2 separate regions of the Sus scrofa genome follow, and region 1 is linked to region 2. The links are chromatin contacts, called in public Hi-C maps. All regions are on one chromosome and are shown on one strand. The core of a region is the stretch at or near the end of the contact, and the rest is flanking DNA. Distances in the headings are between cores, read along the strand shown. Region 1 has its middle 270 kb from the start of CWC22. Region 2 has its middle 99 kb from the start of CWC22.

Evidence for each region. Hi-C and Micro-C count contacts between places; a contact is called where the count stands out from the background.
Region 1: a contact with region 2 is called in a Hi-C map of skeletal muscle, with 7 times the contacts expected there. The contact joins two enhancer-like sites. A contact is called at or near these places in 1 of 47 Hi-C or Micro-C datasets (skeletal muscle) and 1 of 2 datasets of contacts at active chromatin or transcription factors (skeletal muscle).

What each region holds. Positions count from the first base shown.
Region 1 is chr15:85,877,910-85,882,434 of Sscrofa11.1, reverse strand. No RefSeq gene overlaps it. Among named protein-coding and RNA genes, the nearest start is that of CWC22, 270 kb to the right of the region's middle. Within about 2 kb of position 2,629, at least 3 of the 83 cell types and tissues checked have an H3K27ac peak or open chromatin away from gene starts, as enhancers often do. A contact at or near this core is called in skeletal muscle, where this site is marked.
Region 2 is chr15:85,702,036-85,707,219 of Sscrofa11.1, reverse strand. No RefSeq gene overlaps it. Among named protein-coding and RNA genes, the nearest start is that of CWC22, 99 kb to the right of the region's middle. Within about 2 kb of position 1,654, at least 5 of the 83 cell types and tissues checked have an H3K27ac peak or open chromatin away from gene starts, as enhancers often do. A contact at or near this core is called in skeletal muscle, where this site is marked.

The DNA.
Region 1 (4,525 bases), core at 1,380-3,879, 170 kb before region 2:
ATCTGTTTTATTTATCTAAGTGTTTGTGTTTTATTTTTATCTTTTTTTTTTTTTTTTTTTTGCTATTTCTTGGGCCGCTCCCGCAGCATATGGAGGTTCCCAGGCTAGGGGTCTAATCGGAGCTGTAGCTACTGGCCTACGCCAGAGCCACAGCAACGTGGGATCCGAGCCGCGTCTGCAACCTACACCACAGCTCACGGCAACGCCGGATCGTTAACCCACTGAGCAAGGGCAGGGACCGAACCCGCAACCTCATGGTTCCTAGTCGGATTCGTTAACCACTGCGCCACGACGGGAACTCCTGTGTTTTATTTTTAAAATTTATTTGCTCATTCTTTAGAATCCCCATATAAGAGAGATCATATACTATTTGTTTTTCTCCATCTGACTTATTTCACTTAACAGAGTACCCTTAAGTTCCATCCATATTGTTACAAATGGAAAGATTTCATTCTTTCTATTGTTGAATAATATTCCATTGTATATATATATATATATATATATATATACCAGAATTTTTTATCCATTCATCCACTGGTGGACACTTCAGTTGTTTGCATACCTTAGTTATTGCCAATAATGCTGCAATGAATATGGAGGTGCATATATTATTTTGAGTTACTGCTTTCTATTCTTCAGAAAAATACCCAGAAGTGGAATTCCTGGATCACATATTAATTCTACTTTTTTTTATTTTGTCAGGAACCTCCATACTGTTTCCCATAGTGGCTGCACCAATTCACATTCCCACCAACAGTACATGAGGGTTCCCTTTTCTCCACATACTTGTCTACACTTATTTTTTGTCTTTTTGATTAGTAGCTATTCTAACAGGTATGAGCTGATATCTCATTGTAGTTTCGATTTGCACTTTCTTGATGATTAATGATGTTGGACATCTTTTAATGTATCTGTTGGCCACCTATATGTCTTCTTTAGAAAAATGTCTATTCAGTCTGTCAGCCCATTTTTTAATCAAATTTTGTTTTTGCTATTGATCTATTTGAGTTTTTTATGCATTTTGGATATTAGCCCCTTATCAAATCGATTATTTACAAATATTTTCTCCCATTCAGTATGTTGTTTTTTCATTTTGTTGATGATTTCCTTTGCTGTGCAGAAGCTTTTTAGTTTGATGTCATCCCACTTGCTTATTTTTGCTTTTGGTATCAGATTCAAAAAAACATCATCAAGATCTATGTCAAGTTTACTACCCATGTTTTCTTCTAGGACTTTTATGGTTATGATTTAAGGCTTACATTCAAGTCCTTAATAAATATTGAGTTAGTGTTTGTAGATGGTATAAGATAGGGGTCCAGTTTTCCTAATATAGTTTATTGAAAAGATTGTCCTTTTTCCATTGTATATTTTTGGCATCTTAGTAGCAAATTAGTTGACCATATATATACGGATTTATTTCTGGGCTCTTTATTCTGTTCCAATTATCTACGTGTCTGTGTTTAAGCCAGTAACATACTGTTTTAATCAGTATAGCTTTCTTATATTGTTTGAAATCCTGAGTGTTATATCTGTAGTTCAGTTGTTCTTTCTCAAGATTGCTTTGACAATTCGTGAATCCTTGAAAATTTTAGGATTATTTGCTTCATTTCTGTGAGAAAAAAAAAAACAGAATTTTGATAGGGATTGCAATAAATCTGTAGATTACTTTGAGTAGTATGAACATTTTAACAATATTGATGTGTCCAACACACGAGCACAGAATATTTTTCCAATTATTTGTGTCTTCAATTTCTTTCATTAATGTCTTGTAGATTTCAATACAAAGGTCTTTCAGCTCCCTGGTTAAATTTATTCCTAGGTATTTTATTCATCTTGATGCAACAGTAAATGGGATTTTTTTTTCTTAATTTCTTTTTCTTATCATTTGCTATTAGTACACAGAAATGCAAAAGATTTTATGTATTGATTTTGAATTCTGCAACTTTACTGAATTCATTTATCAGTTCTAAAAGTTTTTTGATGGAGTCTTTAAGGTACTATAATAGCATGTCATCTGCAAATAGTGATAGTTTTACTGCCTCTTTTCCAATTTGGATGCCTTTCATTTATTTTTCTTGCCTTGCTCTGGTTAGGATTTCTAGTACTATGTTGAATAAAAGTAGTGAGAGTGGGTATCCTTGTCCTGTTCATGATCTTAGAAGAAAAGCTTTCAACTTTTCACCACTGAGTATGATGCTAGCTGTGTGCTTTGCTCATCAAATACAGCCTGTATTATATTGCGGTACATTCCTTCTATATCTGCTTTGTTGAGAGTTTTATGATTAAAAACATTTTATGATAAAAATGAATGTTGAATTTTGTCAAATGTTTTGCATGTTTTGCATTTATGATCATATGATTTTGTTAATGTGGTAAAAACTATTATTTTAAAAAATTCTTCTTACAAATAATCTTAATTAAACATGGACTTTTTATAAAATGGTCAGAAAAAGATTACTTAGAGACTACTAACTAGGAATAGGAACATTTTCCACAAGGCCAATTGCAAAATGGCTCTAGAAAATTTTGCAACACTCATTTACATTTGAACTAGGTAGTACAAGATCCTATGGGTCCAGTTTCACCCTGTAGGTGGCATGAGCAAATCAATTTGACCCGAAGACACAGTTAAAATGATCTACTTATTTTTTTCCTAGCCTCATATGTGGGTAAGCCTAAATTTCTTCCCACAGACTAGAGAACCAGGCATTCCCAATGACAATAGTTTTGATTTGCGCTCCTAATAAACAGGAGAGTCAGTTTCTGGATCAGAATGAGAGGACCTTTAGGGCTCACTGACTACAACTTTTTCCTCTTGCAAATGTGGAAACCAGATGTCAGAGTTTTGCAATATGTTGAAGGCCACAGAGCAGTAGGGTCAGAGATGAGAATCCTCAAATCCAAACCTAACTCTTCCATTCAGCTCCCTCTCCACTAGTTCACACCACCCTCTTCTGCATTTCTAGGGTCCTTCATGTCCCATTTAACCTCATTACCTCCTCTTAATTCTCTCCTTTAACTCTCTTTGGGGGGAAAAAAAAAAGTCCTTAAAACCAACTGCAACACTATTATTTCATTCTAAACTTACATTTACTTGTTAAACTCACCTTAACAAGGTGAATCCATATCCAATTATATTCAATTCTATTGCTTGATCAGTGCTAAATCACTGATGATCTTAAATTATTCCCTTACTAACCCACAGAACTATTAATCATATCTTCTTGGCTTAAAGCTAAAATCGACTTATATTACATTTATTTGTGTGAGTCTATTTTTCAAGGTTAGCTCAGGCACTTGTAATTTAAGCCCTGCCCTAGAAAATATTTCAAATGGCCTACCCATAACCTTGGAAAACATATGCTTAAATGCTGATAGGGGCATTCTGACTAACAGGTGCAGCTTAAATAAATGCCTTTATGAACTAGATCCTACTACATCCTAATAATGGACTTCCTGCATCTTAAGAGCTTCATTTGCTATTTCCATAATCACCATGTTGCCAGTGTCATAGGAAATTAGTGTGTGCTTACCTTGCTATTTGTCTTTCATGGTTATTATATTATTGTTACACTGAACTAATGATTAAATTGACAGAACAAGATCACAACTAAATTGCCTTCATAGAGGAAGTTTTAATAATTTCACAAGATCTAAAACTAGTCAGTTTTTATATAATTAAAGAATTTTTGAGGAATAAAATAGGTTTATTTTTTTTTCCTCATAAAAAATTGTTTGGTTAAGAGGGATTCATTGTGGGTGTGATGATGCTTGAAGAGGTCATAATCAAGATTGATCTGTACCAATATAGCCTGACTGAAGATGTATAAAATCTATCATGACACTGGCATCAATATATCACATTCTCTGAATAACTTAAAAGAACTGCTTTGTGAACAAGGGTATAAAATTTGTACTGACATAACCCCACTGCTGAAATATGAATTTCGAATTATAATACATACTGTACTTAAAAATACTAACTTAGTAATCAAAATTATAATAATAGAATTAGATAACAATCAGGAAAGTTCAGTAATACACATAAATTATCTATTCCTCTTTTAGTCAGCAGCACTTATCAGTAATTCTGCTTTGATTAAAATAAAAAAAAAAAAACTCGGGCACTGAAGCCACATCAACTTGAATTCCAATTGCAGCAACACTATTTATTAGCTCTATAATCTAGAACAACTCACTAACAAGTTAGGCAAGATGATGAAAAGTAGGGGGACGTGATCACCCTCTCCCACAAACACAACAAAAAAACACATCTACATGTAAAATGACTCACAAAGAACAGCAACTGAATGCTGGCAGAAGAACTTAAACCTCCAAAAATGGCAAGAATCTCTTGACATAACTGGGTAAAACAAGAGAAAAGAGGAGAGATACAGAAGGGGAATCTGGACCAGACTGGCACTCCCAAGAGGGAACTGTGAGGGGGAGAGGGAACCCACACCCTGGAAAGTCACCTAACTGAGGGAAAGATCAACTGAGTGGGAGAGATCTCCAGATGCCGAGA
Region 2 (5,184 bases), core at 405-2,904:
AACCAGAATATTTTAAGCTCAGAACACTGACTATTTAATTTTGGTAAAATTTTCCTTTTAAGTAGCAGTAATGTGCTCTAATTTATAGCCACAAATTTGGACTATCAGGAAAGAAAGAAATAAGGAAAGAAAGAGAAAAAGAGGGAAAGGAGGGAAGAAAGAAGGGAAGTGAAAGCAGCTCTTTTACCCCTTTCCTGTTTGCCAATTTCTGTTCCCCTCTAAACTTAAAAGTACCTAATTATAGGAATGAGATGACTAAACAATTGAACTGACTCTACTGAATGCACACCATGTCTTGTCTCACCTGTTGATTCTTTTCCTAAATAAAAAGAATTAAGCAGTTAAAAATTGATTAGCTCTCTATCCCCAACAGCCCCCATCAGCAATCCTGCAGGAAGATCACACAGGTAAAATAATATCTGAAGGGAAAGTCATTCAATGGACAATGATGCAGAACCCAACCTCCTGCCTTAAAGATTCCCTGAGATCCTCCCCACCCTCTGCCCCCAGTTTTTCCTTTAACAACTGTCCTGGCTGAGCAGAATCTTCAGAGTTAGTTTCTAGACACAAGTCCACCTTCTCTCCAGATAGCCTGCTTTTCTGATTAAAGCAACTTTTCTTTCTACTGACACTTGTCTCTCAAATTATTGACTTATGAGAAGCAAGCAGCCAAACCTAGGTTCAGTGAAGGAAGGGAGGAAAGGAGGAAGGAAGGACAGAGGAAAGGGAAAAGGAGGAGAAAGTGGGAACAGGGGGAGTGATGCCTTTCTGTGGTACCATAAACCTCTCCATTTGAATAACAAAACTGGCCAAAACGGAAAACTCCCTTTTGAAATTTACACTACGATATGAGGCAACAACCAAGGTTTCTGCATTGAAACAACTTCGCCACAGATTAATCTCAACATCTTCAACATAGTGATTCCCAGTCCTAGATGCACAGTGAGGCACTTAGCAAAATTTAAACTATACCGACGGTCCAGAAAACTCCCAAGATTTTGAGGGGATTGGCCTGGGGTGCAGCCTGGGCATCAGGAGATTTAAAAGATCCGGATGTGCAGGTATCCAGAGTCCAACACTGGACAGAAGACAAGAGCTGTTCCAGGCGCCTGTTTGAGCTGACTGCGCTTCAAGGAGACCCTGCTTCACTAGACCGCGACCTCCTGTGGAACCTCCAGAGCTTTCCCGGCATTTACTTAGTGAAACAGGGCCAGTGGTGGATTGAAGTCTCACATAGTAGCTCTCTGACACACTAATCAATTCCTCTCTCTCTCTCTTTCGGCTCTGATTCAAACTGCCTCAGGGAAAGAGACAAACAGCCGAGCCAAAGGACCGCGGCCACTGGATCACCTTTCTTTGACGAAAGAGCCAGAACCCGCCTTTCAGTAAGGCAGAGGCAGAATAGGAACGCGGCTGCCCTCTGGCGGCCTCTTGGGCGGCCTCTTTCCTGAAAAAGGAGTGTGAACGACTAATCAGACTTTCCCACTTGGTTGACATACTAGAAATAGGCTTAAATATCACTATAATGGAAGGGTTTTGTGGGGACAGAGAGAACTTTAAGGGAGAGCAGAGCCAGCCAGCCCTCCTGTAGGCCAAGTGGAACAAACACTTGCCTTCAAATCTTTCACCCACCTGTCTGCCTTCAAAGTTCTTTAAGGACTCAGGAGAGAGGTTAGCCCAAGAATAAGCGTTTTCTTCCCAGGAAGGCTCTAGCACAGTGGTTCTCAAGTTCAGTGGGCATTAAAATCACCTGGCGGGGGAGGTCCTATCGTGGCGCAGTGGAAACAAATCTCACTAAGAACCATGAGGTTGCAGTTCAATTCCTGGCCTCACTTAGTGGATTAAGGACCTGGGGTGAGCTGTGGTGTAGGTCGCAGATGCAGCTCAGATCTGGCGTGGCTGTGGCTGTGGTGTAGGCCGGAAGCTGCAGTTCTGATTAGACCCCTAGCCTGGAAAGCTCCATATTCCGCAAGTGAGGCCCTAAAAAGCAAAAAAAAAGAAAAAGAAAAAAAAAAAGTCACTTTGTGGGCTTGTAGAACTCTTGATCTTTGGGCCCTACTGCCCGGGTTTCCGATTTAGCCTATCTGGCTTTTGGGCCTGAGACTTTACCTTCCTAACAAATTCCCAAATGATAGTGCTGGTCCAGGGACCATACTTGGAGAAGCACTGGACAAACGGGCAAAGATCAGTTAATTCTTAGAAGCAATCTAATAAATCCATCAGAACTTCAGTCAAATGGAGACGAGACTGGGTGAAGTATCCATAGACTGGGCCACTGAGCAGGGTCAAAATATTTTGTCACTATGCAATTGTTCCTAAACATCAGTGGAGTAGCATAAGGCAGCCAAAAATACCAACAAAGAAGTGATCTGGATGACAATTGAACAAAAAATACCTCCTCATTGTTTTTGCCCAGTGTCCTCTGGGGGTCTCCAGGAAACATTGCATGTTCTATTGCCTAAACACCAAATCATCCCAATCTATTTAATTTAGAGGGAAGCAGACCCGATTCAAAAGCCAAAATGACAAGTTACAATAGATTTTAAACAGAGGATTTTCTATGGACAGAAGGCGATGAGAGATATATTAGTTTTCATTCCAACACCGCCACCTAGTGAAATTTTGTTTTAACATCAAACAACCTAAAATGGTGGTTTATTTTAACAGAAAAGGGCCACATCACTTGCCTACTGTGATACAACCCAAAAGGGTAAGTGAACAAAAACAGTATATTGTGGCATGCATAAGCCATTTTTGTATGAAAAGAGAGCAAAGATATTAGCTGAGGACTTTCATAAACCAAAAAATATGCACAGATTTCCCAAAGTAGTCTGATAAGAATAGGTAGTGAAAATGGGAACTTATATCAAAACATTATCTTCAAGTGCTGGGTGTATGTGCTAAAGCCTCAAGCCTCCTGATAATAATTGATAACTAATTATAGGAAAAGAAAAGAAAAATGCCTATGTTCTGTATAAATGTAAAATGATCCATATAATTGCACACCTTATAAACAAAACAGTTGAATAAGTCAAATTCTCTCTTCTCTACTATGGACCCCAGGAAGAGAGAGAGAGAGAGAAAGGAAAAAAGAGACACAAAATCACTGCTGTTGGCCCTGAGAAGGAAATGGAAAGTAAACCACTCAAGATGTTAAAAATCTGCTTTGCTGCCCACAAAATTTATATGCAAACCCCTGTTACAGGTGAGCTGATAGTTTAAGTAAGGGTAAGCATTCACTGAACATTAACAAGAAGCAATTTTATTTTTCCAACCACTGTTCCAAATGTGACTGATGGACTGCCACTTTCCTGCCTCACAATATCTCAGGCAGATTATTAATGTCTAATAATTTTCATGACTCATAAAAATACAATTTTACTGAGCCCCGGCAGGTAAAACTGGTGACCCACAGGGATGTAGCTCGCCCCTCCTCCTGGGACTCCCATGTCATGAAGCCAACCTGGGAACTTGTTAAAAAAGCAAATTCTTGGGCCTAAGTCTAGAAAGAAAGCCCCTCTCAACATCTGCAACATGAGGTTAAATGTAGGATCTCCTATTCTGTTGTTCAATTGTGATATCAATGTAACTGCCTTCATACTACGCATTGCTTGGTCTCAAACTGTTCCTTGGATGTTTTTATAAATATTGTGGAGAACATTTTACCTAGCCCATATTTCCTACCCCAAGAGAGATTTCAATATGTCCAGGCTTTTTAAATTACATTTAAGAAAGTATTTCTAATTCTACAGAGAACCCCTGAATATATCATATTTCAGTACCTTCAATTAAGGTTTTATTAAATTGTGTTTCTATTTCTCATATCAAGAATCCCTCTTCTAATAAATCTTCATTGAATTTTATATATGCTCAGCACTCTGCTTTGAAGGAAGGATAAGTACCTTAGGTTGGGTTCCCAAGAGGCAGATTCTGATATGAGAATTCATGAGTGATTTATTAAGAAGGTGCTCCCAGGAGAAATCAGAAGGGAGTAGGGAAAGCAGATCAGAAATGAAAGCCATGCAAGGATATGTTTCAGACTAAGTCCCACGGAGGGTGTCCTTGACCTGATCCTGCAAGGAACTCTGACATTTATTCAAACAAGAAATGAGGGGACTGAGCATTCATACTCCCAAGCACATTGCTCTTGAGATAAAGAGCCTGAGGTCGCCTGGCAAAGTAGGTTCACAAGTGCTGGTCACTGGAAGCAAAACCACACCAAAGCTACAAAATGACCAACAGCTGGATGAAAGGGATCCAAGGGAATCTGACTGGAGCAACAATAATCTCTGCTTCAATCAGCATAAAACTTGTTTTCTATTATTTTAGATGAGTAACAAAAATATAATGGGAGAACAATATTAAACCAAAAATAGCCAAGTGTAAAGTTATGGTAAGCTGACACACATTATAGGACACCAAAAGCAGTAGTTCCCAAACCTTCACAGCACACTGAAATCATCAGAGGATCTAAACTATAGCAACGCCTGGCTCCCATCCCTAGGCATTTTGATTTATGTGGCTTAGGGTGTAACCTGGGCTTTGGAAGGTTTTAAAGCTGCTCCCACCTCCAGGCGATTCTAATCTTAAGGAAAGTTTGGGAACCACTGATCCAAGGCAAGAAGTACTAGTGTGAATTGTTTTCCTTTGGGAAAGGACATCAGGAAAGGGGTGAGGCTGAACTGGGTCTTGAAAGATGGTTAAAGGAGTTCCTGTTGTGGCTCAGCAGTAATGAACCTGACTAGTATCCATGAGGATGCAGGTTCAATCCCTGGCTCCACTCAATGAGTTAACAACCCAGCATTGCTGTGAGCTGCAGTGTGGGTTGCAGATATGGCTCAGATCTTGTGTTGCTGTGGCTGTGGCATAGGCCGGCAGCTACAGCTCCGATACAACCCCTAGTCTGGGAACTTCCATATGCTGCAGGTGCGGCCCTAAAAGAAAAAAAAAAAAAAAGGTTAAAATTGGAGTAACCAAAAATAAAACAGGCAGATACTACTGCAGAGAAATGAAGCATTAAATTCTAAGGCAAAAATTAGCATAGCTAATAAAGGAAAATAAGGAAACCAACTTGAAAAGGTCTTGCTGAGATGAGTGAAAAATAGATTTTATAAATAAAGTGATTTCCTATTACAGTCAGCTCAGAAGTCAAGCTAAATTTTTTTAACTTGACCCACTGGGCAA